Regions from separate parts of the Mus musculus genome. Here region 1 is linked to region 2. A link is a contact called in public Hi-C data. All regions are on one chromosome and are shown on one strand. Each heading gives the region's core, a stretch centred on a gene start, on an enhancer-like site or on the middle of the called end of the contact. The rest is flanking DNA. Distances are from core to core; before and after follow the strand shown.

The links. Hi-C and Micro-C count contacts between places; a contact is called where the count stands out from the background.
Region 1: a contact with region 2 is called in a Hi-C map of the N1E-115 cell line, with 4 times the contacts expected there. The contact joins the enhancer-like site here to the promoter of Gtf3c6 in region 2. A contact is called at or near these places in 1 of 39 promoter capture datasets (hippocampal neurons), 2 of 484 Hi-C or Micro-C datasets (the G1E-ER4 cell line and the N1E-115 cell line), 4 of 115 datasets of contacts at active chromatin or transcription factors (the 230-238 cell line, T-cell acute lymphoblastic leukemia, embryonic forebrain and 1 more) and 1 of 9 other capture datasets (adipose tissue).

What each region holds. Positions count from the first base shown.
Region 1 is chr10:39,529,034-39,536,495 of GRCm38.p6, reverse strand. Fyn (Fyn proto-oncogene) reads right to left here. Exons shown (of 14, transcript NM_001122893.1): 9 at 6,895-7,059; 10 at 4,301-4,480; 11 at 2,786-2,862; 12 at 2,534-2,687. Among named protein-coding and RNA genes, the nearest start is that of Gm40627, 58 kb to the left of the region's middle. Within about 2 kb of position 3,470, at least 89 of the 459 cell types and tissues checked have an H3K27ac peak or open chromatin away from gene starts, as enhancers often do. A contact at or near this core is called in the N1E-115 cell line, embryonic stem cells and hippocampal neurons, where this site is marked.
Region 2 is chr10:40,253,937-40,261,320 of GRCm38.p6, reverse strand. It overlaps Gtf3c6 (general transcription factor IIIC, polypeptide 6, alpha), which reads left to right and starts at 3,609. Exons shown (of 6, transcript NM_026113.5): 1 at 3,609-3,742; 2 at 4,028-4,108; 3 at 6,857-6,920; 4 at 7,013-7,057. The coding sequence starts at 3,662. It overlaps Rnu3a (U3A small nuclear RNA), which reads right to left and starts at 2,853; the gene lies at 2,642-2,853.

The DNA.
Region 1 (7,462 bases), core at 2,221-4,720, 720 kb after region 2:
CGGCTGTGGCCTGCGGGTGACATAAAACCCGACTTGCAAATATTATTAGGCACATGGACCAGCTGTCTAGAGGAGCTTATTAATCCCCGGCAGGAACGCCGGCATGCAGCACACATGCCATCTGCAGAATACATTGGCAAACACATGCCGGACCTTTCCATCTCGTGGACAGGCCAGGGCAGGGCAGGCACAGTGAAGGAACTGTAGGAACAGCTGGGCTAGCCAAGGCTGCAAAAGGAAAAGTCTCTCTGGTCCCCTGACACATGTGAATCTGAGAGGTTGTCCCTTGAGGCTTTTTCCATAAAATAAAGGGGAAGTGGGACTTAGGACTAATTCTCTCTGGTTTTCCATTCTATTCTCTGATTCACTGTCTTGGGGGGAGACAGTGGGCACAGCTCAAGAGCACACCTGGTCAGGTGGGCTGTACTGTTTTCAAATCCGGACCTTCCACTTGTGAGCTTTGTGATTTGTATGAACAAATATGCTAACTATGGGTCTATTTCCTGCCCCTTCCAGGTCCTGACGTGCCTTGGCCTTTCCTGGTTCTCAGCTTCAGGACAGCACAGACTGCCCGTCTCTCCTGTCATACTCTAGCTCCTGTAACCCTTATTGCTTACCCTTTTCAGTGTTTGGTATGCATCTGAAGACAGTTGACAAAGATAAGAAAGAAGAAATAATATTCTAAGAGGGAAAGGTGGACTCTTCTGTCAAGGAAATGCTGAACAAAGGACTGAGGCTTGTCCTTGGAAAGGGCCTCAGACTGTGGTCTGGATGTCATGGGGGGGAGGCAGGGCAGAGAGGCAGTCATGGTGGGAAGTGGGAAGGAAGGCTGCATGGCCAGGCTGAGAGGGCCCTGGATGGGTTCCAGTGCAGAACCTGACATGAGAGGTGCCAGCCGCCTGAGGCCACAGTCTTAGGCACCCTTATGAATGATGCATGACTTATGTACCCAGTCCATCCCAACAGTACTCTGGTAGCATCTGTTAGCTCCTGGCCTGACACCTCTCATTCACAGATGGGTCAAGGGTGTTAACCATAGACTCTACAGAGTTCAAAGTCTAGTTAAAAGTAAACAGTCTTGCACTGCTCCCTCTGCCACGGAGACTTTCTCACACACAGACGGAAGCTCCTGAGTTTCTTTGGAGCCATTTCCTAAATGGAACATGCTGGTTATCAACCCTCACAGGCTCTCCCTCAGGGCAAGGCCTCTGATCATATTCACTCAGACCCTCTTGGCATGCCCTGTCACCAAGTCACGTCTGTATTCCTCTCTGCTTAGAGATACAGCCTGCTTTTGTGACCCCTGACTTTGGGTGTGTGTCTGTGTGCATACCCCCCCCCCCCGTACCCCCCAGGATCCCACAAGGGCAAGAGATGGCGTGTGCCAGGGGTGGGAGTGGGGAATTCAAATAGCTGGGCGGTTTGTCCGACATGCAACCGAGCACTTGGATAGTGTCAGTACCTAGGCAGGGCCCCAGTTTAACATTTTCTCACATCATTCACTGCACTTCCATTCTGAGGCAAGTGAAAGGCGGAAGGAATTGCCAAAAATGAGCGAAACAACTACTATTCAACATAAAACTGCAGAATGCACCATCCTGTAATCCATCCCCACTACTGCTCAGCTTGGCTGGGGTGGCCAGGCTTCGGTTAGTTTCACCAAGGAAACCTACTCCCTGCCTGAGTTCCGGCTTTAAAACCCACACAGAGGCCTCCACTGTTGCTAGTTCCTCAGTGCTATGCCTGGACACTGCCATGCAAGCAGCCAGCCAGGAAGGCAGAAAACACCTTGGGAATTCTTTCCTGACATCTGGTGCTTGACAAACAATCCCTCCTCCCCAAGTGGGTTGGCTTCTGGTCTGGTACGTGGTTTACATAAAACTAATGTCTTTGACCCTTTGCAGGGGGTGGGTGAGGCAGGAGAAGAGACGGCTTCTCCAGCACTGCAGTCCTCCAGGCCCTCCAGACCATTTCTTTTCTCCTCAGCGCTCTGCAGAGCTCAGTCTCAGGCTGGTCCCAGCTGGTCCTGGCTGGGCCTGGCAGGCAGCTGCTGACTGAGATCAGGAATCGCCTCCATGTGCAGGCTCTCTACCAGGAGGTGTCTTTGCTCTGGCGCTACCTACTCCTGTTGCATTCTGAGCCTTGGCTCCCCTGCTATTTATTATGTTCTCCGTTTTCCAACACCACGCCTGTTCCTTTGTAAAGGAACTTGTCTGACTTGGAGTGTCACCTGATTTCTGCTCAGAGGTGGCTAATGGAGAATGAGCTATAACTTGGCTTCTCAAAGCCTTCTTTCTCCAAAAGTGGAACACCGTGGGCCTAGATACTTCCCAAAAGCCAGGCAAGCCATGGGAACAGACGCCCACTTACTAGACCAGCACTGCACACGCCAACTAGATCCACTAGCTCCCACCTGAGAACTGTGCAGCTCGCGCCAGATCAGACAAACAAAGGGAAGAGGGAGGAAATGAAGGTAAGGAGAAGGCTGTGCAGGCAAAGATCAATCAGGAGCCACTGCCCTGGAAGTGCCCACCTTGTCTTGCTGTGTATTCATTGTCTTCAATCAACCGAGCCAATCCAAAGTCAGCAATCTTGCAAATTAGTCCATTCCCCACTAGAATGTTTGCTGATCGCAGATCTCTGTGGATATAATTCATGCGCTCGATGTAAGCCATTCCTGCAGCAACCTGTGGAAACCCAGGGAAGGGGGCACAGCTGTTACACCACAACACCTTGAGAGTCCGTGCTGGTACAGCCACAGCCTGAATTAAGACCCCAGGCCCACCTGTGCCGCCATGTCCACAAGGTTTGGCAACTTCAGAGCTCTTCCTTCACCATCTTTTAAGAAGTCAAGCAAACTTCCTATGAATGAAACAAAACAATTTTAGTTTACTCAGAGAGGCAAAGATTCTCAATAGTGGCTGTATTTGATTTCCTTAGTGGAAGTAAAAGGGAGATGAAAAGGATAATTGCATCAATGGAAAAAGAAAGCTTTGAACAAAAACCAAGAAATCAAGTTTATGTTTTAAGAAGCGAGTTGTAGCTTCTGAAAATAAGCAGTGAGAAAGGAGTTAGTAAAACCAGAAGAAATGAACGTCTCCTTTTATGTTGTCACCAGGAGGAACCAAACCATCCTTCATGTCCCAGTAACCGACGACGTACAGGCGACTGATGTGGAGAGCCAGCTCAGGTGAGCAGGCTGAGGCTCCGACAAGTAGCAACAGTAGTGACAGTATTTGCTGGAAGGGCGTGTCCTCAGGCTCTATCCACTACATCAGGAATCCCAGAGTCAGACACAGATGCCCGTATTTTTAGAAGCTCTCTAGGTGCCTCAGGTACAAGGGACTTTCAGAACTGCTGACTTATTTTCAGATTTTAAGCATCCAAGGAATATGGGTGGGGCAGGAGCTTCCTAATTAGATCCCAGCCAGTCACGCCTGTGCCTCGGACAGCCAGAGCTTCAGAGCCACTCGTGTGAGGCTGAGTGAGGAGGCACGGATCTGACACCGAGGCGGAGATAATCATTTGCAGGGGCTGGATGGCTGTCAGTGTTTTTTTTTTTTTTTTTTTTTTTTTAATGCTTTAATCACAAAGTTATTTACAAAATAACCCTGGATCCAAAGGGCATATAATCTGCCAGGAAAAAATTCCAATTATATTTTAAAAGAAAGTACACAGAGAAGAAAAATTACCCTGGTGTCTTCTGATGTACAATGCACACAGCCTTTTAAGGCTGTTTCTTGTTTGGCTCATTTATTTTTCCAAAACAAAATGATCTCTGGCTTCATTCCCCAACAATGCCGGTTTGATTATAATGATGTACGCATGCTCACGTGTGCGTCAACACATGCATGCGCCGAGAGGGGAGGGAGGGAGGTCATGACTGCGTGTCACCTCTTCACCTGATGTTTAAGGGGAAAGCTGGGGGGAAGGATGTTGAGATGGGGACAGAACTTAACTCAGCAACCATCTGCTATTGATTACTTAGCGCTAAAAAGGGAAACCGAACAGAAGCCACCCATTCAAAATGGCAGCAGCTCTCACAGCCTCAGCTCTGCATTAGCTTGGATAGAAAGATGGATGTTTTAACTGTGCAGAGGAACGTTCCTGATGTGGAACATGCAAAAGGCACTGCACTTCTCAGGAATCCAGGGGCAAACTCCATGTTCCCCTTTTCTAAGTGTTATCCTGAGTGAGCAGAGTGGAATCCCTGAGGATTCCGGTCCCCGGCAGCCCTGTGAGGGGAGGAGGGAGAGGAGGGGAGGAGGGAGAGGAGGGGAGGGGGAGGGGTGCGGCTGACCTTTGCTCATGTACTCCGTGACGATGTAAATGGGCTCCTCAGACACGACCGCGTAGAGCTGCACCAGCTTGTCATGCTTCAGCTTCTTCATGATCTGCGCCTCCTCCAGGAAGGACTCCGGAGACATGGTGCCTGGCTTAAGGGTCTTTATGGCTACTTTTGTATTTCCATTCCAGGTACCTACAGATACCCCACAACAGTAAGTCAATCCAAAGGTACTCTTTTGATGGGAAAAATAATTTTGACCAGCAACTTTGTGCATAAAATCAGACTTTAAATTTTGAAACCTTAAAGTAGTTCTTACGAGCAAAGATAATGGCAAGGACTCTGTCAAGTATTTAAGGAAAAGCAAGTTTACTCACAGCTGTTTAATAATTCACTAACTTTTCCCATTTGATATGTATCACTCTTTTTATGGCTTATGCATATAATTGTGAATTTACACCAGAAAGCTCTGGGCTCTTATTTAAGTCATGACAGTCTAGGATTTAGAATTGGCCTGAGTATCCAACAGCTGTCCCTTAGATAAAGGAAAAGCCTGAGAGAAATTAGATTAAATTCCATCTTAGAGGCTATAAAAATCTGGCCATACCAAGGATGCTTGGAGTAGGCTTTCAACTGTCTACTGGATGAGACACTTGACTGAGTCCTTCAGAAGACAAGCTAAGTGCACCCTTAAGCACAGGCCAGGAGCACACCATCTCCTTGCCCATACTTTCCCAGGTAAGGTCAATTTCTCCAGCTTCCCATGAGTTAGCCACAGGAACAATGCCTTCTATCAGGTGGGCTGGGAAATCAAAGAGCAGCCAGGAAAGAAAAGTACGTACATGTGACATGTTTAAGTACGTCTTTAAAAATCAAGCTGACCCAAAGGCCAGACCTGGCTCATGGCCACTGTCAGTTCATCAGTAAAACAGGAATGAACTAGCTTGGCTTTCTGTTCTCAAATAAAAAGACAGAATTCTGGCTTGTTCTATTTCTAACCAATGGCTTTGAAGGATAATTTTATAAAAGGAAAATAAAAATCTAATTTGAGATTCTATTGCTTACAATTTGAAAGAGAATCCAGGTTCACACTAAGATTTACCTAGGTGTCATCTATGACTTTCCACTCTAAGGGGTCTATATCTGAAGCATTTATTATTCTGTTAAAACATAAAATTACAACATGCATCCTACAGGGGAAAAACAAGTGAAAAAGAACCAGTGGCAGGTGTAAAGAGTTCTTCTATCTCAGAGAGTGTCTGCCTTTTGGTGTAACGGGAACTCTGACATCATTTAGGTGGTCTACGGGATCTGACTGATAACATTTTGTAACTTTAAGCATAGTGCCATCTCCACTCCTCACAGCTTGGGTAACTGCCTAGGCACCTACGCCAGCTCTGATGTCCTGTGGGAAACACCCTGGTGCTTATGTAATGGCTTAAGATTGACACCTTACGACCATCTGTACATGTTGTATTCTTGTAGACTCTAAGGAAGGGAGACCCCAATACACTTTGTTATCATTTTATGGACAAACATTTTGGGGAGGGGTCTAAGTTTATAGTCTGTCTGTAAGTAAAGTTGCAACTGACCCAGAGGGCTATGAAAGCCATCTCAAGGGCCCAGTGCAGTTGCCGTTACTGAAGAATGTGCACACAATGAAGATATGTGTGCATGGATCCAAGATCTACAGGAGATTTTAACCATGTCTGATATAATCCTTAAATAATCCAGCGAAGCAGGTACTATTCCAAGTTTACAGATGAGGACTGGAGCCAGAGGAGTTAAACAGGCCCTGCATTTATACTTAATCACCCAGCAAGGGTTTAGACCCAGGCTTGGTGTGAAGAAAGCCCAGGACCTTACTCTATGGCATCTTACCATCCCATTTCACAGGAAGAGAAAGCGTCACCATCACTGGGTTCCTGTCCTGCAGGTGTTTAATGAGCCACATGAAATAGGACAGGTGAACACAGCGAGGTGCCACTGACTTCTGCAAACCTGGGTGGCTTGAGCCCATCTAGTCACAAAGGTTAAGGGTCTTTGTCCCAACGGCCACATACACATTTCTGTTCAAAACTGTCCTTTTCATTGGCTTTGAGATGCAGCCAAAACAGAATGTGCCCTCTGCCTTACCAAGCCACACTTCAGCGAAACACCCCTGCCCCAGCTTCTTCTCCAGAAACAACGAGTCACGTGCAACTTCCCAAGCATCTTTAGCCAATCCAGAAGTTTGTGGGGTACAACTTGATGAAACCACAGTTAAGTTAAAACACAAACCATCAGCTTTCTCTACAGGAAAGGGAATTAATAAAGAAAACAGTCCTTATAATCCATAATCATGCATGCACTAGGAAAGATGGAAGGTGACTTCCCTGACGGCAACATTGAGCCAGGTTGGAACACTGTAGCACAACTGGAGACAGCTGTAGTTCTTGCCTGTTTCTAGCTCTCTTTGAGAGATTCCAAATTTTTCCAAATAAAAGTTGAATAATTCAAACTGTCTGTTTGTCCTGATCATAAAATATCTTTATTTCCACCTTCCATCTTGATGTTTGGGATTTTCCAAACGAGGAAGCTAATAAGAGAGTAATTGAATCTCAGCATACCCATCCATACTTCCCCAAACTGCCCATTTCCCAGTCTCTTGATCAACTGCAGGGATTCTCGAGGGATTTCCCAGACATCTTTGGTTTTGACAGACAGATCGGTAAGCCTTGGCATCCCTTTGTGACAGGGAACTACTAGGCGGCAGCAGAGACCTGCGGCTCTCTCTGGAGGAGCAGGGCAGCGGTGAGGGAGAGAAGAGCAGAATATGTAACGACAACACGCACAGGCCACAGGAGATTCGACGCACATGAGCAAACATTTGCTGGAGGCAGATGAGGATGTGTCAGATATGGACACCGCTGTACCATCGGGCATGCTCGCTGCTCACAGGCACGGCCTGCTTTGGCTTCTGTGTACTTTAGTCTAATGAACTCGTATTCACTGCCTCAAATTCAAAATGCCCTTGCTACTTTCAAAAAGTACATATAAAAATAAAAACTGTCCCTGTCCCTTCCGGTATCTAGGGACTGAGGGACTCTCCCTGGTAAATGTCTGTTTAAAATGTGACTTTGGCATAGGAGCCTCCCACAGACCTCTGGTCTGTTAGAGCTAGCCGGTCTCAGGAGG
Region 2 (7,384 bases), core at 2,360-4,859:
GTATTTTATTTTACAGACAGGCTTCGGATAAGTTTCCTAGCCTAACCTTTTTGTGATATCTCTGCCTCAGTACCCTGAGCCGGGATTAGAGGCATACACTACCACACCCTCACATACCAATAATCTGGATTTTTTTTTCCCCCTCATCTGCTCCTCTGCATCCAATTAGAAGCCCAGTCCTCCAGATCCCACTCCACAACACAAGGCTGCTGACCCCTGGTGTACTTCTGTGGCTACAAAGGTCACATGATACTCCAAGCTTCACCTCCTTGCTTATTTGTTGGTGCTGGGGACTGAACCCAGGTCTTCACAAATGCTAATACCCTCCAGGGAGATTTATCTCCTCATTTTACTTTTATGTTGAGACTGAGTCTAACTAAATCACCTGGCTGACCTTGAATTTTGGATCCTCCTGCCTCAGTCTCCGGAGTACTTGACAAGACAGTCCTTCACCTTCCCCGCCAAGTTACCAAGCATCATTTACAAAACAAAAATACAAAACAAACCCCAAAAACAAGACCCCTAATATTTCAGTATTTCCCAAACGTTTCCACAGACGTGCCTTTAACAGCAGAGGAAACTTTTAAAAGGTGAAAACGTTTACATACGCGTATGCGATGTAGCTCCGGGATGGTCCTTCCAATTGTTCAGCATTACTCTTTGTTCTTTGCTAAGATGGACTATAACCTGAAATTGGGACCTAAAAATAAGCCCTTTCAGGCTTGGTTCAGCGGTTAAGAGCACTGACTGCTCTTCCAGAGCTCCTGAGTTCAATGCTCAGCAACCACATGGTGGCTCACAACCACATGGTTGTGATGGCTTCTTCTCCTCCCCTCCCCCTTCCACCTCTGGAGTTCTGAGAAAACAGGTAAGCACCACCGCAACGTTTGTGTGGAGCTAGAGATGGAGTCAGGGCTTCCAGCGTCAGGGCTTCTGCTAACTGGGCCACATCCCTTTGGGGGGAATCAGAGAAATTTCATCATAGATGCTGGCATCATATGCAAATCTCATGATCTCCTCCACCTTTTTTTATTTCTTAACAGCACCTCACTACAAAGCCTTGGCTGGTTGGTCTGCAATTCACTATGTAAACCAGTCTGTCCTCAAACGCAGAGATTCATCCATCCATCTGCCCAAATGCTGGGACATCACAATTGCTTGTGCCATCACACCCAGCTATTTTTGTTTGAATGTGTGTTGCACAAACCATAATGTAGGTGAAACACCTATACACATACACACAAAAAATAATGAAATAAAAATAAAGAATTACATTTTATTTTCACAGCTATTATTACTCTCTATCGAGCTGGGATGCTTAGTATCTCTCAGTATTTAGTTGTACATGGCTGCTTGCAAATGGCTCTTTGCTATTATTTTCTATCAGAGTTTTTCAACTGAATTCCTTAGAACAGAGCATCAGTATAACCTGCACACTTGCTATCTGTCCTATACTGAACTTCCCAGAATTAGATTGCAGTGCTTCAGAGATCTGGAGAAGCCTTTCAGCACATTGTGATGCAGCTGAAATTTGAAGCCAAAGTTATCCTGCACTTTGTAGTTCCCGCCCCGTCCCGCCCCGCCCCGCCCCGCCCCCAGAGAGATGGTTTTTCTCTGTGTAGCCCTGGTTGTCTTGGATCTTACTCTGTAGACCAGGCTAGCCTTTGAACTCCTGAGTGCGTGGGCCATCACCACCAGGAAAGGATCAAGGGTTTTGAAGGTTCCAGGCCCTACAATTGAGCTACATTCCGAGTCTTGCACTTCATTTTCTCATACAAGTAAAGTACAAGTTTAAAACAGAAAAAACAAAAACTTACTGTATCTTACTCTTATGTAAGTGCAAAATGTTCATTTCTGAGACAAGATGTTACCTCTAAAGGCTCTTTTACAAGAACTCTGCTATAAAACATATTTTTAAGCCTGGTATGGTGGTGTATACCTTTAATTCCAGCAGAGGCAGGAAGCTCTCTGTAAGCTCGAGGAAAGCTTGGTCTACAAAACGAGTTTCAAGACAGCCAGGACTGTTACATAGAGAAACCCTCTCGAAAAACTAAAACAACAACAACAACAACAACAAAAAGGAGAAAATAAAAATTCTCATATAAGTTTTCCAAGTAAAAGAGCAAGAAGGAGCAGATTGTTAAATCACTTGTCGCCTCCTAGTGGCAGTGTCTTAATATTGCGACCACTATCACATTTAATATTCTTTATTTACTAGTTCAGGTTAATAGCCTTCCTCATAGATTTTTTTTTCCTCTGCAAGGAGCTTCAGTCATGCTTGCAGAAGACCTAAGTTTACTTCACACACAACTACTAATAGGACAAAATTCTTTCCTGTTTTGTTGTTCATAAGCACTTAAAATTTTTCTTGCAGTTAATGGTCTCGTGAACATTATAACTACATTCATACTAAGAACAAGAAAGGCAGGTCAGCCAGGCTGTAGTGAACACCCTAAACCCCAGCACTTAGGAGGCTGAGGCAGGCAGAAAGCAGAACTTGAGTTGGAGGTCGTCTGGGACCATACAGAGAGGAATGACCGGGCTACACAGTATAAGCCATGTAAAATACAAGAGGAAAGATATCCATTTAGTAGCTCAGGACCAAAGCATCTACTCTAACTTTCAACTAAATATAAAAGAAACCACTCAGACTGTGTCCTCTCCCTCTCAACCCTCAAGAGAGTTGAGAACGATCATCAATGGCAGATAGCAGTTGCAAAATGCAGCACTAAAAGCCGGCTTCACGCTCAGGAAAGGACACTCTGTCTCCTCCTCGTGGTTTCGGGTGCTCTACACAGTCAGAGAAACTTCTCTAGTAACAAACTATAGAAATGATCCCTGAAAGTATAGTCTTAGTTTAGCGTTGCCAGCCGCCGCGAGGCCACCTCTGACAGCACATTTTTAACTAATGGTGACATTCCCCACCCGCCCCCCCCCCCCCGCGAAAACCCCGTAATATTCTCCTAAGGAATACCATACACATGCACTTTCGAAGCTGTGTTCGTATATTATTTTGCAAAAAAAAAAAACAAAAACAAAAACTCATTCTGAATACTTATGACTTGTAAACTAACTCAGAATCAAGTTCATAATTAACATATTGAGGATAATAGCCAATCACACGCCAGTGTCTTCAGTCATCCTAAGAAAATCACTTCCGGACCAGTTTTAAAGGGTGGGTGCGGCTCCTCAGGCTGCGTTTTACTTAAGATGGGTGTTGATTTGTGTCCTCTGCGGTCTGAATTCCACCCTGTCCCAGTAGCGTCACTGCTGGGTTTGTGTTAACTAAGTAGCCACTCTGGCCTAGAATTTGCATTAATCCTCTCCCTCCCGCGTCCTTAGATGTTGGGATGAAAAGTGGAGGCCACCATTGATCCTCTAGTCTCCTTCGGCAGACAATAAACGTGAGGTTTTGTTTTATAGTGGAGGCAGTTGATTACGCTCATCCTCAGCTACTTACTGAGTTCAGTGTAGCCTGAGCTCTATGAGCCACGTTCTTCAAAGTGGGGCTAAATACCCTAAATTCCCGAAGCTCGGAGCGTGTCGAGTCTCCACGTGGGACCCACTTACGGAAGCCTGGCGTCGCCATCTTGCTTTCTGGCCGGAAGCCGGACGCCGCTGCCCGTATCCAAAATGGCATCCACAGGGGGCGTGGCCAGTGATGGCGTCTCCGAACGCTATGGCGGCGGCAGTGGATCCCATTTGGGAGGACTTGGAGGAGGAGGAAGAGGAGCTAGAGGAGGTTGTAAGCGAGGGTCAGAGGCCTGCGGCGCGGGCGGTCTTGGTTGAGCCACCCCTGGGTGGGGAAGGGAGTCTGGGATGCGGACGGAGGGAGGGAGGCCGGTAGACAGCTCGCTGGCTTTCCGAAGCCCGAGAAGCCGTGGAGGGCTAGCTTCAGTTCTGGTTTACCCATTCTAGAAAGAATCGGTTTCCACCAGAAACTGGATCGAGTTTTCACAGAGAAATTTGGGGCATTTCTTATTTACTGCCCCTTGTCTACCTTATTAACTTTGCTTTCTTCCACCAGGAGCAGTTTGTTCTGGTAGAATTGTCAGGAATCATTGATTCAGACTTTCTCTCCAAATGTGAAAATAAATGCAAGATTTTGGTGAGTCTTAGAATTCGGGGAATGTTGTAGATTTTCTTAAAGTTAAAACAAGACTAAAAGGTGATATGCTTGTCCACAAAGAGAGAGACGTTCATCCCACCTTACAAAGCAGTGATCAAACGCTCCAGGCTCATACCAGAAGAGTAGGTTACAAGGGAGGGATTCTATGGGAGCAGAGAAAATGCCTGACTGCTTCTTCTTCACTGTCTGAATGTGTGGCTGGAGAGAAAGAGCAAAACACCTTGTATGAAACTTCTGGGGGACTTTCAGGACAAAGCCTAATCCATGCTGTTAAGCAGTGCCTGCCTTCCTTGTAGTGGGCGTGGCCTCAGTTCTATCCTCCAATAGTACCACAGTTGAGTGTACTAGTCTGGACGCAGACTCTGGTCTAAGTGTGGATATGTATGCAGTGTTGCCCGGCCGGTCACCAAGTACCCATGTCACCTGCTTCACCATGCCTTTGGTGTGTCTTTGGCTCACTCCTCACAAGCCAATTAGGAAAAAATAGCATGAGAGCAGGCTGTCCTGGTGCACACCTGTAATGCCGGCACTGGAGAGCCCAAGGCAGGCGGATCCGAAGTTCATTGTCATCCTACCCCCCAACTCCCCGGAATGCCCTGGAACTCACTTTGTAGACCAGGCTGGCCTCGAACTCAGAAATCTGCCTACCTCTGCCTCCCAAGTGCTGGGATTAAAGGCGTGCGCCACCACCGCCTGGCTCATTGTCATCCTTAATGATATAGTAAGTTCTAGGCCACCTTGATCTACAGAAAGCCCTGTCTTCAAAATGCCTGGAGAAGACACAGTTTAAAATATTACGTTATTGCCTGATGATGATACATACCTTTAATCCCAGCACTCATGAGGCAGAGGCAAACGGATCTCTTAAGTTTGAGGCCTGCTTGGTCTGCAGAGTGAGTCCCAGGACAGTCAGGGCTGTTACACAGAGAAACCCTGTCTTTGGGGGATGGGGGTAGGGATGGGGGATAAAGCTGTTATCAAAATTTTTGGGCAAAATCCTTGGCTTCAAATATTTAAACAGGTTAATTTCTGCCACTTACCCCAACATGCCAATCAGAGATGAGTAGTGTGGTGTACATAGCAAGTTCTAAGACAGACAGACAGACCCACAGAGAGACCCCGTCTCAAAACGACAACAGAAAGTCCACTCAGGCATGGTGGACATTTTTTTTAAAGATTTATTTATTTATTTTATGTATATGAGTATACTGTAGTTGTACAGATGGTTGTGAGCCTTCATGTGGTTGTTGGGAATTGAATTTAGGACCTCTGCTCACTCTGGTCAACCCTGCTTGCTCTGGCCTAAAGATTTATTATTATAAATAAGTACACCGTAGCTGTCTTCAAACACACCAGAAGAGGGTGTCAGATTTCATTATGGGTGGTTGTGAGCCACCTTGTGGTTTCTGGGATTTGAACTCAGGACCTTTGGAAGAGCAGTCAGTGCTCCTAACCACTGAGCCATCTCTCCAGCATGGACATACTCTTAATCCCACCCAATGCATAGGAAGTGCAAACAGGCATATCTCAGTGAGCTGAGGCCAGCCTTGTGTCAGACTCACGGATGGTCTGCCTCTTTGCCTTCCAAGTGTGAAAGGCATGGCCCATCACACCTAGTCCAAGGTGCATTTTTTTTTTTTGTTTGTTTTTTTTGACACCGAGTTTCTCTGTATAGCCCTGGCTGTCTTGGAACTCACTTTGTAGACCAGGCTGGCCTCGAACTCAGAAATCCACCTGCCTCTGCCTCCCGAGTGCTGGGATCAAAGCGTGCACTACCACGCCGGGTGTCTGTCTGTCTCTCTCTCTTCCTTCCTTCCTTTCTTTCTTTCTTTTTTTCTTTCTTTCTTTTTTTTTTTTAATTGGGTTTTCCAAGACAGGGTTTCTCTGTGTTTCCCTGGCTGTCCTATAACTCACTATGTAGACCAGGATGACCTCACAAGGGCATTTTCTATTTTGTTTTGTTTTTGTTTTTTGAGACAGAGTTTCTCTGTGTAGCCCTGGCTGTTCTAGAGCTAGCTCTGTAGACCAGGCTGGCCTTGAACTCACAGAGAGCTGCCTGCCTCTGCCTCCCAAGTGCTGGGATTAAAGATATGTCCTTCACTGCCCAGTTCCAAGGGCTTTTGTTGTTGTTGTTGTTGTTTTCGAGACAGGGTTTCTCTGTGTATCCCTGGCTGTCCTGGAACTCACTGTGTAGACCAGGCTGGCCTCAAACTCACAAATCTGCCTGCTTCTGCTTCCCGAGTGCTGGGATTAAAGGCATGCGCCACCATGCCAAGGGCATTTTTAAAAGATTTTTTTTTAATATTTTTTTTAAAGATTTATTTATTATTTATTATATGTAAGTACACTGTAGCTGTCTTCAGACACTCCAGAAGAGGGAGTCAGATCTCGTTACAGATGGTTGTGAGCCACCATGTGGTTGCTGGGATTTGAACTCCGGACCTTCGGAAGAGCAGTCGGGTGTTCTTACCTGCTGAGCCATCTCACCAGCCCTAAAAGATTTTTAAATTTATTTTATGTGTATGAGTACACTGCTGCTGTCTTCAGACACACCAGAAAAAGGCATCCAATCTCATTACAGATGGTTGTGAGCTACCATGTGGTTGCTGGAATTGAACTCAGTTCCTCTGGAAGAGCTGTCAGTGCTCTTAACCACTGAGCCATGTCTCTAACCCCCCAAGGGCATTTTTTAAATGATGGTGGATTTTGTCTTTTAATCTGTTATAGGGAATTGACACGGAGAGGCCCATCATGCAAGTGGACAGCTATGTGTTTGCTGGGGAGTATGAAGGTATGGCGGTACCCGACACAAAAGCCTCTTTTTCACACGGTTCTCAGAGATGTACTGCAGCCTTTCCTGACTTGATTCATGTTTCCCCGCAGATACGCTTGGTACCTGTGTTATATTTGAAGAAGGTGTTGAACGAGGTAAGACGACCTTTTTCTTTTCTTTTTTTTTTTTTTCTTTTTTTAAAGATTTATTTATTTATTATATGTAAGTACACTGTAGCTGTCTTCAGACACTCCAGAAGAGGGAGTCAGGTCTTGTTACGGATGGTTGTGAGCCACCATGTGGTTGCTGGGATTTGAACTCCAGACCTTCGGAAGAGCAGTCGGGTGCTCTTACCCACTGAGCCATCTCACCAGCCCAAGACGACCTTTTTCTACAGATTATTCCAGACATACTGCTTGTTTTGCCTTTTGTTCTTTATTTTGTGTTCTTGTGGTTCATTATCAGCTCAAGCTGTAGCTCAG